Linked DNA regions of Pan troglodytes: region 1 is linked to region 2. The links are chromatin contacts, called in public Hi-C maps. All regions are on one chromosome and are shown on one strand. The core of a region is the stretch at or near the end of the contact, and the rest is flanking DNA. Distances in the headings are between cores, read along the strand shown.

Evidence for each region. A called contact is a pair of places that touch in the nucleus more often than the background predicts.
Region 1: a contact with region 2 is called in a Hi-C map of induced pluripotent stem cells, with 2.2 times the contacts expected there. The contact joins two enhancer-like sites. A contact is called at or near these places in 3 of 7 Hi-C or Micro-C datasets (blood, induced pluripotent stem cells and stem cell-derived neural progenitor cells) and 1 of 1 other capture datasets (stem cell-derived neural stem cells).

What each region holds. Positions count from the first base shown.
Region 1 is chr3:72,802,027-72,808,703 of NHGRI_mPanTro3-v2.0_pri, forward strand. All of the region lies in intron 2 of IGFBP7 (insulin like growth factor binding protein 7), which reads left to right. Among named protein-coding and RNA genes, the nearest start is that of POLR2B, 59 kb to the right of the region's middle. Within about 2 kb of position 2,220, at least 1 of the 24 cell types and tissues checked has an H3K27ac peak or open chromatin away from gene starts, as enhancers often do. A contact at or near this core is called in induced pluripotent stem cells, where this site is marked.
Region 2 is chr3:72,675,536-72,683,115 of NHGRI_mPanTro3-v2.0_pri, forward strand. The region is part of intron 1 of LOC107974312 (a long non-coding RNA gene); the gene reads right to left. Among named protein-coding and RNA genes, the nearest start is that of IGFBP7, 53 kb to the right of the region's middle. Within about 2 kb of position 2,561, at least 12 of the 24 cell types and tissues checked have an H3K27ac peak or open chromatin away from gene starts, as enhancers often do. A contact at or near this core is called in induced pluripotent stem cells, where this site is marked.

The sequences.
Region 1 (6,677 bases), core at 970-3,469, 130 kb after region 2:
GCCTTAGGGCAGTCATACAGGCCCCTCCCCTGGATTCATGGAACAAAAACCAGTCCCTGCCATGCTTTTGTTAGCAGCATCCTAGAAACTGAGAAACTGGAAGAACAATAATGCTGAACACCTGAACCCACCTTCAGGGTGTGTGTGCACCTGTGGTGTGTGTATGTGTGTGCATATGTGGGTGTGAGTGAAAGTGTGTGTGTCTGTGTTTGCGCCCTCAGTGGAGACAGTATAGCATAGGGGTTAAAAGTGTACGTTTCTCTCTTTCTGTCCCAAAATACCACCTCCAAGCCCCCACCAAGCTGTTTGTGATGGCATCAGTCTCCTCATTTAAGACTGAACATTTAGCTGATAATTTAGATCCTGTCTGCTTGGAGGCATTATTATTATTTTACTGGGAGGCTCGGCTAAGAAGGTAAAAGGACACAAAGCCCTGTAGCCTTCTCCTGGGAGCATGGATTATTTTTTCAGATTCCCTAAGTGCTGGGAGATGGATGAGTACATTTTAAGGGCACTTGGAAGTAGGATAGAAGGAGTGAGGTGGGATCTATTCTCCTAAGTACCAAGGCTGTAGAACCATAAGTTAGGGACAGAGGAGACCACTCCAGAACAGAGCATTAAAAAGGAACAAGAGGAGGAACATCAAAGAAAAAAATGTCTCCTTTCTGAATTTTGCTAAATGCTGGCCCCAGCCCCAAGTGGAAAAAGCATGATATTCTTTCAATAAATCAGCTTTGAAATGACTTCCCAAATGGAAAAAGAAAAAAAAAGTGTGAGGCTGGGTGCAGTAGCACATGCCTGTAATCCCAGCACTTTGGGAGGCTGAGGCAGGAGGATCACTCGAGTCCTGGAGTTTGAGACCAGCCTGACCAACACAGTGAGACTTCCTTCTTACAAATAATTTTTTTTTAATTAGCTGGGCATGGTGAGGCATGCCTGTGGCCCCAGCTACTCAGGAGCCTAAGGTGGCCGAAGAACCCCTTGAGCCAGGAGATTGATGCTGCAGTGAGCTGTGATTGCCCCACTGCACTCTAGCCTGTCTCAAAAAAAAGAAAAGAGTGTGAATTCCTTAGCCAGGGTGGCTGAGTTCTCTGCAAGCCAGGGTTTCTCAGCCTCAGCACTATTGACATTTGGGGCCAGATAATTATTTGTTGTGAGGGCTGCCTGTGCTTTGGAAGATGTTTAGCAGTATCCCCAGCCTCTACCCACTATATAACAGTAGCATTCCCCCATCCCCCCTGTCGTGAGAATTAAAAGCATCTTCAGACATTGCCAAATGTCCCCTAAGGGTGTGGAGCTGGGGAATTGCCCTGGACTGAAAACCACTGCTGTTAGCCTCAACTCTGTTCTCTACCTTATAAAAGTAGCATGTAATTATCATAAAGATTAAATAAAGTAATGCAAGTAAAAATCACTTGATACATAGTTAGCACTCAGTAGACATTAGCTACTGTTCCTGGAAATTTTTCCCTTCAAGTGGCATTATCTTGTATAATTATTTTCATATTTGAAGGACAACATCATCTCAGCATGTATGGAGAAGGGAAAAGAAAACACTTATTTGCCATCAACTAACACCTCACAATTATACCATACACTTAGGTTTTTGTCTGGTTTTTTTTTTTTTGAGACATAGTTTCACTCTTATTGCCCAGGCTGGAGTGCAATGGCACCATCTCGGCTCACCGCAACCTCGCCTCCCGGGTTCAAGTGATTCTTCTGCCTCAGTCTCTCAGGTAGTTGGGATTACAGGCAACCCGCCACCACGCCTGGCTAACTTTGTATTTTTAGTAGAGACAGGGTTTCTCCATGTTGGTCAGGCTGGTCTCGAACTCCCGACCTCAGGTGATCCGCCCACCTTGCCCTCCCAAAGTGCTAGGATTACAGGTGTGAGCCACCGCGCCTGGTCGTTTTTGTCCTTTTTATACATTTTGAATTGCTGAGCCTCACAACTATCCTACGAAAAATAAAAATTAAAAAATTATCAAACTCATGCTACAAAAAAAGAAACTTAGTCTAAGTAAAAGGGCATACCTAACCAGACATCCATTTTAAGCTGCCTTACTTCTCCAGCAAGCTCTAAGGTGGATAATAGTCTCCCTTGACTATTTTGTTTGCTCTCTGTGTGACCGGAGAAGCAACTTCTAGAACTCCAGGAGGACTGTGGCTCCCGCAGTCGGAGCTCTTTCTGTTGCAAGTTCTACCAGCCCATTTGAAACCAGCCTAGGCAAAACAAAAAGCGGGGCGGGATCCAGCCTCAAGGGCCCCTGCATCCAGGTACACACGCCATCAGAACGCTAACTCTTGACTCTTTGCTCTCAATATACTAGTCTCATTTTCTTCTGCTTCAGAAAGCTTCCTATGCAGTGGGAGATATCAACTCCACTCACATTTTTATTACAGTTTAAAGACCCCAGAGGAAAGAAAGGGCTTCCCTTCTCCCTGCTGCATTGTGAAAATCCCACGAAGGGCTCAAGCCCAGGTCGGGTCACCTGCTAAGCTCTGGCTCCCCCATGCGGCCGGAGGGATGCGGCCACTGACATTGGCACCGGCGTGAATCCGCCTGGTTTGTGTAAAATCTGGCAACAGGTACCAGAAAATGCCTGAGGTGGGGGTGATGGCAGAGGCAACACTACTATACCATCCTTTACAGTGAAGCTTCTCTTAAAGGAGCAATAAAATTTCACCCCGATCAGTTATGTTTTTAAGAGGAAGGCGGAGCAAGAGTAAGAGCAGAAATGCAGTCGGTGGATGGGTTCCCCTCCATCCTTACTGCAAGAACTGCAGGCGTTCCTCACTGCTAATTTGGAGATTGCTGGTTTGCTCAGGGTGTGGGGAGGTGGAGAAATAATGTTCCGAGGAATGCCCATGAAAAGTTCCGTTACAGTTCTCTACAGTTTTCTAGGGATACTTACACAATGAGAAGCGAGGGTCACCCAAGCGTCCTGGGGCATGTGACCTTATTGGCAAATCTTGGCAAAGAATAATTTCTTCAGTCCTTGCTCTACCCAATCCCAGCTACAGTATTCACATACCAGAGGAATACGTCTGCCTCGGGAATCTTTTCCCTTTTAGGACTGTACAGGGCAGATCCCAATAGACAAGGCCTCCCTGAGGGCTTGTCCTCAGGGCTAGTCAGAAACACCAAGGCAGTTGAGGCCGGTGTGGTGGCTCGCACCTGTAGTCCCTAGCCACTCGGGAGGCTGAGGTGGGAGGATCGCTTGAGCTCAGCAGGTGGGGCTGCAGTGAGCTATGATGGCACCACTGCACTCCAGCCTGGGCAACACAGCAAGATCCTGTCTCTGAAAAAAAAAAAAAAAACCCACTATGTCAGTCAACGAGATGAGTGCTGAAGTAAAGAAGTGAAGAGGAAGTAGGAGAGAAACAATTTTTTCTGCAGACTTTCCAGAACAAGCAAAACCCAACTGTGATGCTCTGCCGGTTTTCCTCTACCTTCATAATGTAATTTGCCACATGCATGACCCAAAGCAATGTTTCTTACACTGCAGACCATGACCCATCAGTGACTCCTGGAACTAATGTAGCGATCACAACCAGCATGTTCTTATAAAAAATAAAAAATAGAACAGAACCTATGTTAAGGCATCACACTTACCACTTATGAAGGTGTCATTTCCTAAAACTTTTGTATATTCCAGATATACGATAGTTTGGTCCATGTCAAAACTAAGGAAACTTGGGAAGTCACTGACCTAAATAATTAAACAGGGTATTTGTTTTCTCATCGCTGTCCTTGTAACCAGACTGTTAAGAATACAAACATATTTACTATCATGTGTGTTTCTAATCCAATTTAAGAGTAGAACACCTTTTTGGATAGATTATTAGAATCCTCACTTGTAAAACAAGAGAAACTGAGGCTCAAATAAAGACAGCATGTCCTTCTTGCTCAAGGATTCTTAGCAACAGCAGAATTAATGGTACAAGCCTTTTCTCCATGACACTTGAGACTACGGTGGCAATTCTTACGGTTGGCGCAGCCTGGCGAGTGGTCTTTACTTTCCTTACTGGTAGTAAGGAAAGCTGGCTTTAACAAGCCCCATACCTTTCAGCAAACTCCTAGCCTAGAAAGATTCGAAGGGCAATATTTTGAAATGGGAACGTGAACTGAAATAGCCATATTTGACTTAACCCTTTTAAATCAAAGATGATGCTCACAGCGAAAGCAAAACACCTTCCCAATATTTGTTTCTGAAACGGAGAGGCTCTCTGTTTAATTCTTTTCTTGCCTGAATATTTCTTCAGATTAGGGCTTCCTTGACCTCTAAGAATATTTTTTAATCAAAAATAGTGACCTCTAAGGTAATAGTAATAAGCAGAAATTATCCAAAGACGTATAAAGAAAGAGTTGAGAATCTCCCCCCACCTCCTCCTCCTGCCTGAGGTAACCAATGTGAACTGCCCTGGTTTGTATCTTTCCACACTCTTTTTCATATCCAAGCATATTCAAACATATATCCCTACGGTGAAATGAGAATATAGTGTGCCAGTAAATTATTCTGAAACTCGCTTTTCTCAACAAATACTTCATGGACATCCGTCCAAGTCTGCTTCTCAACAGCTACGTAATATTCCAAGTATGAATACTGTAATTTATTAAATCAGTTCTGTATTTTTTCTGTTGTTTCCAAATTTTTGTTAACTTAAAAAACCTACTTTAAGCATCAAAGTACACATATCATACATACTAGTGATTGTATTGCTATAAGATAGATTCCCCAACAGTTACCTAAGTCAAAATATTTGTTTCAGTGTTAACAGACATTGTCAGATTACTTTCTAAATAGATTGTAGTAATTCACACTCCCACCAGAAATGGAGAAGTGCCATTTCTCTGCATCTTTACTAGCACTGAATATTAACCTCTCTTTTTTAGTTTTAATTCCAATTTTAACTAGAAAACACATATTTATTGGCCAGGCACAGTGGCTCATGCCTGTAATCCCAGCACTTTGGGAGGCCAAGGCAGGTGGATCACTTAAGGTCAGGAGTTCGAGACCACCCTGGCCAATATGGCAAAACCCCGTCTCTACTAAAACTATAAAAATTAGCCAGGCGTGGTGGCACATGCCTGTAATCCCAGCTACTCGGGAAGCTGAGGCAGGAGAATCACTGGAATCCCGGAGGCGGAGGCAGAGGTTGCAGTGAGCTGAGATCGCACCACTGCACTCCAGCCTGGGTGACAGAGCGAGACTCTGTCTCAAAAAAAACGAAAACACATACTTATCAACACTTAGAATCCCCTTACACGAATAAGGGAGAGTTTGACATAAAAAAATTTGTCATATGAAAATTCTTGGCACTTTTTTCTATGTTTTCTACATGATGTATAACCTTTTATAATTACGTAACATTAATTAAAATACGCCATGCCAACAATTGTGAAAAGAAGGGAAAAATAAAGTATATATATATTGTGATTTCTGTTACATATTATATTTAACAAGATACATTTCCCTTTCCATAGTGGATCAGGTTAATTAGCATAAAATGCTCCTTACTAAGAGCTATGGGATTTGAGGCTCAGTTGCTGAGATTCAGTATTTCAGTGCTGCAGTGTTTATTTTCTTGCTTTGGTCACACCTAAAACTCATATGATTCTGAAATTCAGTAAATAAAGGTCAGAGTCATATTACTTGAGACCTTGGATCAAATTAATACTTCTACCAAAATATTCTTACAACCCATTTTTAAGTAACTATTTCAAAAGCTGTATTAGCATAAACCGTTTCTGCCAGCTACTTGGGAAACTAAGGGAAAAGGTACCTATTGAGTATGTTTGTCTTCACAGCATTTATGAGGAAGACATTAAGTTATGTGGTTTTCTCTCACTAATAGTGGCAATGTGGGAAAATTCCAGAAAAAAAAATGCAAAAAGCCAGGCTTTCCAAATCATGCAAGATATTTTTTCTAGAGCAGGAATTGGCCTAGATCACATGTGGTTTGCTGAATCCCAGTCCTGGCATCATAAAGCTGAGAAAATACAGTGTAGGTTTGAAGCCGAGACAACAGCAGAGTACCAAAAAACACATGGTAGGAGTGGGATCCACATGGGAAAAGCAACACTGAGATGGAAGTTAATAAAGTGTATATATTTATTTATATATTTATTATATTTATACATACAGTGTCTATATATACACACTATTATCTGGTCTTTATTAAGATTTGCTTTATTATAGAAGAAAATGAAAAGGAAACTAGCTATTTGAGGTTGTAAATCCTTTCTAATTACAAAGGTAATATCAATAAATGTCAGGTTGGCTCTTAAAGGAGATCTGGGATGGAATGAACAAACAATTCGTGTATCCTTTTTTTTTTTAAACTCACCATTATCACAAGGCTTAAAATATTTGTACTCTGTAACTCAGCTGCTAAATGTATATGTATCGAGGAGCTACAACTGAATTTCGTTCTTTTGTATATTTTCCAGAGTTTATATAATAAAACATTTTGCCTTTTAAAATGAGGGCAAAAAGGATACTATTCAGTATTGGCCTTGCACCAAAGAAACTGAGTTTCTTCTGAATCTTGACATGACATACACAGAAACAGTCAGCAAGTTTTGTCATAAAAGAACAATGACAGCACATGTATTTGACAGCTGTTTTTTTTTTTTTTTTTTTTTTTCCTGAGATGGAGTCTCACTCTGTTGC
Region 2 (7,580 bases), core at 1,311-3,810:
TGGAACCAATCCCTGAGGCTGAAGAGGACAGACTAAACTGGGCCCTTGGAGACATTTAATGAATGTTTGCTGGATGGATGAATGAATGAATGAATGCAGCACCCTGTAGCTCAGTAGTAGAACCATGACCCTCCGTGCTAATGGTGAGCATGCACGGATTCATCAGCCCTCCTTGAGGACAATGCTTCAATCAGTTAAAATGTATAGCCTGCCTGTTCTTCTCTAAGCCCCAGGATATTGCTAGAAAGTTTATCAGCTGCAGCTGAGTTCAGGCGATGTGACTGACCTCCTCTGCTCTCTCCTCTTTCCAGGGATCTTCTATTCAGTCTGCAGTTGTCCTTCCAAAGGCAGCTAATATAAGACTCCCTGATTAAAAGCTTCTGTGGCTTCACAGTGTCCTCAGGATCAAGTCCAAGCTCCTAATCTTGACATTCAAGGTCCTTCACATTCTGGCCCTTGCCTCCTTTTTCCCTGTCATCTGCTGCCACTGACACCCCCAACCCCAACCCCAACCCCATATGCATACAACAAAGATACTCCACAGTACTAAAAGTCTTCCTATACACCATGCACTTGTATTCTTTTGACACTTTGCTCTCTTTCCCTAGAATGCAAATCTCTCTTCTCTGTCTGACAAACTCCTACTCATCCTTCAAGGTCCAGCTCAAAAGTCACCTCCCCTTTTGAAGTTCTCCCTGGCTCCTTCCCACCCTCATCAAAGGCGGAGTTAATTTTCCCTTCTCCTGTATTCATGTGGCATTTTGAACTTAATTCTATGTTAGTGCCCGTGCTATGTTCAAGTGCCTGTGTTCCCTGAGGATCTCCTTGAAGGTAGGCATCTTATCTTACTCAGTTTTATTTCTCACCTCAGCCCTTCCCATAAAATAAGCATTCCATAAATACTTGACAGGGTTTGTCTTTTGGTATTATCCCATTCCACAAGTCTAGTGACACTTGCAAAAAGCATTTGACTTTTGGAGTCATGGCTGACCAACCTGCTAAGATCCAGCAATAGGTGGGATGTGGGGATTTTCAGGAAGGGGAGTGGTAAGTTCATGGGAATGTGGAATTTAACTTCTCTGCTTCCCCGACCACCACAACAGCCACTAACCTCCCAACTCTGTCAGCCCAGTGGAGCTGCCTGCTAAACCTTGCTGATTCTGTCAGCAGCCCGTCTTCCCTTTCCTTCCTTTTCATGTCCTCTGCTTCTTCATGAATTAGCTACAGTTCTGCACTGGCTCAAGATGAAGGGGCTATGGACAGAATATAGAAAAACCTTCATAGGCCAAGCACAGTGGTTCACACCTGCAATCCCAGTGCTTTGGGAGGCCGAGGTGGAAGGATCACTTGAAGTCAGGAGTTCGAGACCAGCCTGGACAACATAGCAAGGCTGTCTCTAAAAAATAATAATAATAATAATAATAATAATAATAATAATAATTTAAAAAGTTTAAAAAGAAAAACCTTCCAAAATTAAGAGACTGTTGAGTTTCTTGAGGAACGAAACAGAGCTTTCTGGGGCACTCTGGCCCTCTCCACTACCTCTGTCTGCTCTGTCCTCCTCCTACCTCAGCCTGCTCCCTCAGGCAACTCATCTTTTACACACCCCTTTGTCTACAGATTCTTCGCTGAGCTCTCCATATTTTCACCAGACAATTCTTTTCAACATTCCAGTCCCAAAATCTCAAAAGACTCTGATTGGCCCATTCCCACGCATTTTTGTGCCTTAAGGTAGGTCTCCTGTCCAGGTCTAAACAGAGGGAGCTAGCAAAGGAGGTTTTGGTCCTGTGGCCTGGCATGGTTTCCTCAGCAGAAGAGGGGAATGGGGGGAAAGGTTAAGTTTGGTGACTGCATCTCTAGGTAAGCACTAAAAACTTTTTTTTTTTTTTTTTTTTACCTTGAAGAAGGCTTCAGAGAGAAACACCAGCTGGCTGGAAGCAAAGCACTTGTCATTCAAAGCATTTCTAGACAGAAGACAACCTTGACTACCATCCTCAATGAAATAGCAGCTCTTAGACTGGCTGCTTTCTAAGCGTTATTTCCAAGCAGTCCCTATTGGCCTGGCAAAATGAAGAAATGGGTCTGTAGCTCAAAAGATAAACTTAGACTGGAGATTAAAATGTGGTTGTCGTCAAGACAAGGCAGTGAAGAGGGTGGCGGTGGGTTTGCGAGGGTGCGCAGAGTGAGTCTTAGAAGAACAAATAATCCTGGGATCAGGGACGTTTAAAGGATTGGCAAAGGAAGAAAATTCCTGAAAAACGGAAAGTAACAGCCAGGGAGACAGAAGTCTCAGAACCAGAACCTAGCCAAGGTGGGACAGAGTTTGAAGGGAGAGAGCGCCAGTTCTAGAAAGATCAAATAAGAAAAGGGTGAGCTTCAAGAAGTGAAGGGCCAGGCGTGGAAGAGGCCATCGGGAGCCCCGTGCAGTATCCCCCATAGTCGGGAAGAGGCAATGCCTCCGGCGCAGACATTTGCGGGTCCCAAGGTCACGCGTAGGACGCGGACCGGGAAGGACAGCCCCGCCGCCTTCCCGCGCCGGCTCCTGCGCAGCGTGTGACGACGGTGCCCTCTGCCGGCGACAGTGGGCATCACACTGCACGCGGAGCCCCTCCGCTCGGGGAACCCGAGCATGAGCGGCTGGCAGGCGCGGGAGTCTCTAAAAATAAAGCTCACTACACGAAAGGAGTCGGGAGAGGACACCACGGGGATGGGGACGTTTATCCTCCTCTGCACTTCTCCTTGGTCAAGTGAACTGGACCAATTTTATCCAAAGCAACGGTTACGCCTGGAGCCACAAAAACTCCTAAGTCCGAGTCAGCCCCATGCTGTGGATTGAGACTCGTCGTGACCCGCCAGGTGCGGACCATCTGGAGATGGCGCGGCATAGTAGGCATCAGGGAGGCGCCGGTACCTGAGCCTCACCGCTGAGCCCAGGAAAGGGGGAGAGGGAAAAATGAGACGCAAGCTGGGAGAGGACGCATCGGCTGCACAATGCTGCCATCTACCGGACTCGTCCGGGAATGCTCTGCCTGCCGCGCGCTCGCCGGGCTAGCCCCAGCCCTGGACTGCAGGGGCGCCGCGTGCAACTCAACAGCACAAGGCGCTGTCATTAGTGGTGGGTTTTCAGGCACAGCAACACTGGGAATCACTGACTCACGCAGCAGCTCAGGAAAATAAGCAGTTGTTTTGTGTTTTGAGGTTCTGGAAATTAGTAATGAATTTTTTCATCTTAAAACAATAAAGAAGCTTCTAGAAAGAGAAACACTACCATGGGCAAATGAAAGATAGTCTCCAATAAGTGTGAAAATAAAAAGCAGACCAGTCTTTGGGGTCTGGGATGGTGCGGGTGGCAGGCTTTGGGTCAAAGTCACTTTGGGTCTTAAATCTGTCAGCTCCTCTGGGTTGTTTCCTCATCTGTAATATCACAGTAAAGTGGGCCTCCAGGAATGTTTTGAGGATCAGATACGATGATCCTTGAAAAGAGCTTGGAGAAGGATAAAATTATATGTCATCACTGGATGTGATCAAATGCAAACTCTTCTTCCAAGTTAGGGTTGACTAAGCAAGATCTCCCACATCTAGGATTTTTTGGTGTTGAGAGGACTATTAGTGTATCTCAAGTCTATTTTTCCAGGTAGTGTTTTCAATAAAACCTGACTTTTTTTAAGGCTTCTCCCATACCACCCCCAGGGATGTTGTGAAGAATTAAATCAGTTTCATTAAAAGCTCACCTCTGTCCTTGGAGAACAGCTACTAGAAAATGATTAGGGTATTTGTATTTTGGAGTTGTATTTGTTGATAAGTTGAAATAAAATGTCAATCTTATTTTTAGAAGCTAAACAAAACATATGCTAGACATTTTTGCAGTGAGTACAATTCTTCCAGTATTGCTGTTAGCAAAAAACTTTTAGACAAATTAACAGTTTATTTGAGCAAAGAACCATTCATGAATTGGGCAGCACTCCAAACCAGAAGAGGTTCAGAGAGCCCTGCCCAGCAGTGTGGGCAGAGAGATTTTAAAGGCTGAACAGGCAAGCAAAGCAGAGAAATCACCTGATTGGCTACAGGTAGGCATCTGCCTTATTTGGACACAGTGTGATGAGTTGGCTGCTGAGATTGGCTGAATCCTATTAGTTGCTTGTGATTGGCTGAAACACAGCTGTTTGTTACACTAGATATTTCATTTCTAGGTGAGGCAATGACAATGTTCTAAAATTGCTTGTGATGAAGGTTGCACATCTCTGTGAATATATTAAAACCACTGAAATGTACACTTTAAATGAAAAAATTACATGGTATACAAATTATATCTCAATAAAGCTGTTATTTTTTTAAAAATACACTATAATTTTGAATATAGTCAATATCTGAAATTTCAGGGTCTAATTCACTATCAACTTACAGTGTTACCTCAGGCAAATCTCAACAATGTTGCTGAAACTTGTCTGAAGATACATTGACATAAACAATGTGATTGTTCCCTTTGAGAAGGGAACTGCACCGTGCACTGTTCCTTTTTTTATATGTAATTGAGATGGGGGTCTCACTATGCTGCTCAGGCTGATCTCAAACTCCTGGGCTCCACTGTTTCCTTTTGAGAAGCCCAACAAACAAGTCTAAAGGAGTCTAATGTAGGTTGTTCTTTGTAGCTGATGCCATTTTTCAAAGATGGCCTTAATAATATCTTCCATCCTACATGCTCTTCCGAGACGTGGCCTTGCTGCTAGAATCTAGCTGCTCTCAGCTTGAATCTACACTAACTTTAGTAATTCGCCTGTCACAAGAGAAGCAGAATACATGACACTGTGTGGCTTCCAAGGCAAGATCAAAGAAACCTTGCAACCTCTGCCTTGCTCCTTTAGAATGCTCACTTTCAGACACCCCTTTTCTTTTTTCTTTTTTTTTTTTTTTTTTTTTTTTTTTTGTGAGCAACAGGGCTGTTTATTTCACCTGGGTGCAGGATTATCATTAGTTTTTTTTTTTTTTTTTTTTTTTTTTTTTAATTGATCATTCTTGGGTGTTTCTCACAGAGGGGGATTTGGCAGGGTCATAGGACAATAGTGGAGGGAAGGTCAGCAGATAAACAAGTGAACAAAGGTCTCTGGTTTTCCTAGGCAGAGTGTTTGTGTCCCTGGGTACTTGAGATTAGGAAGTGGTGATGACTCTTAAGGAGCATGCTGCCTTCAAGCATCTGTTTAACAAAGCACATCTTGCACCGCCCTTAATCCATTTAACCCTGAGTGGACACAGCACATGTTTCAGAGAGCACAGGGTTGGGGGTAAGGTCACAGATCAACAGGATGAGAATTTTTCTTAGTACAGAACAAAATGAAAAGTCTCCCATGTCTACCTCTTTCTACACAGACACGGCAACCATCTGATTTCTCAATCTTTTCCCCACCTTTCCCCCCTTTCTATTCCACAAAACCGCCATTGTCATCACAGCCCATTCTCAATAAGCTGTTGGGTACACCTCGCAGACGGGGTGGTGGCCGGGCAGAGGGGCTCCTCACTTCCGAGTAGGGGCGGCCGGGCAGAGGCGCCCCTCACCTCCCGGGCGGGGCAGCTGGTCGGGCGGGGGGCTGACCCCCCCACCTCCCTCCCGGACGGGGCGGCTGTCAGACACCCCTTTTCAAGACTCCCCCTCTCACAGCTCAGTTGCACTGTTGTAAGATTCCCAAGCCATGTGATGAGGCTGGGTACAGGTGCTTTGTTCAGTGGTCCCAACTGATCCCAGCCTTTGAGTCATCCCAGCTAGATGTATGTGAAGAAGCCTCTAGATGATTCCAGGCCTCAACCATTCAAGCCTTCCTACTGAGGACCCAGACATGGTGGACCACAGACAGTCACCCCTGCATGCACTGCCCAAATTTCTGACCCATAGGATTTATGTACATAATAATATGTTACACTCCGAAGTTTGGAACTGTATGTTATGCAGTCATATATTACTGAAACATTGTTCTAATTAAGTGGTCAAATTCTGTTCCTCTGACAACCTGACCAGTCTAGGGCCAAGGAACAAGGAAAAATATCAATAGAGACCACTTACTGGGCATCCATTATATGCCAGAGTGGTGCTAGGTGCTTTCCATACTTTATCTCTAATTCTCCCAGAAACCCACCAGGTATGTGGTATGAGCCCCACTGGCTAAACAAGGAAGCTGTAGTGAGGTAACTTTGAATAACTTACCCACGGTTAGATAGACAGTGGATAGACAGCTGGATATGCACGCTAATCATCTCATTATGCTCTGACCACATCCAAACTTATGTGCTTTCCCTTACAATGTAACCCCCATCTCCAACCCCCAGACTCTCCACCAGTAATGCAAGACTAGAACTGCAAGAATAGTATTGAAGTATGTGAAGAATTATGACGTTTTTTGTTTCACTGTCAAAACTACAGGAAATCTGTAGAATACCAAGGGGTAAAGGTGTTAAAGGTGCTTGTTTTCATCAATTCACTTTATAAAAACAAATTTAAATAATAAAAAGGAAATGAAGGAAACTTTCAAAATAGAGCAGATTTCATTTTTCTGGCCTCCCTTACCTGAAGTCAAGACTGATAAAGGCATAAGGAGACACTTTTCCATCCTAAGTCAGACTTAGGGTAGAGATCTGGCTGGGTCATTTATTGTCCTGAGGACCCAAGAAGATGGCCAAATTGTGGGAGATGACTGAGTAGACCAGGACTCTTTGGGGAAAGGCCAGAACCTAGGGTAATCTGGAAGGTGTTAGGCTAGATCAACCCCTAGACATTTCTACACCCCCTCACCACACAACACAACCACACCCCCAAGCAGTAGTTATATAATTATTCAGTATATAAATTGTTTATTTAATGTCTATGTTAGTCAGAGTTCTCAAAAGAAACAACTTATAGGAGATAGATGACAGATACATACATACATAGATGAGAGGCAGAGAGAGGGAGAGAGATTTATTATAAGGAGCTGGCTTACACAACTGTATTAGTCCGTTCTCATACCACGATAAGGAAATACCTGAGACTGGGTAATTTATAAAGGAAAGAGGTTTAATTGACTCACAGTTCCACACGGCTGGGAGGCCTTAGGAAACTTACAATCATGGTGGAAGGGGAAGCAAGGACCTTCTTCACATGGCGGCAGAAGAGAGAAGTTTCAGCAGGGGAAATGCCAGACACTTATAAAACCATCAGATCTCATGAGAACTCACTCACTATCACAAGAACAGCATGGGGGAACCGCCCCCATGTCTAATCACATCCATCCCTTGACATGTGGGGATTATGATTTGAGATGAGATTTGGGTGGGGACACAGAGCCAAATCATATCAATAACTATAGAGGCTGAGAAATCTCAAGATTTGCAGTTGCCATGCTAAAGACCTAGGAGAGCTGCTGGAGTGATTCCAGTCTGAATCCAAAGGCCTGAGAACCAGGAGAGCCAATGGTGTAAGTCACAGCCCAAGGGTAAAAGATTGATGTTGCAACTCAAGCAGTCAGGCCGATGAAGTTCCCTCTTAGTCAGGTTTTTTGTTGTCTTCAGGCCTTCAACCAATTGGACAAGCACCGCACACGTTTAGGGAGGGGAGT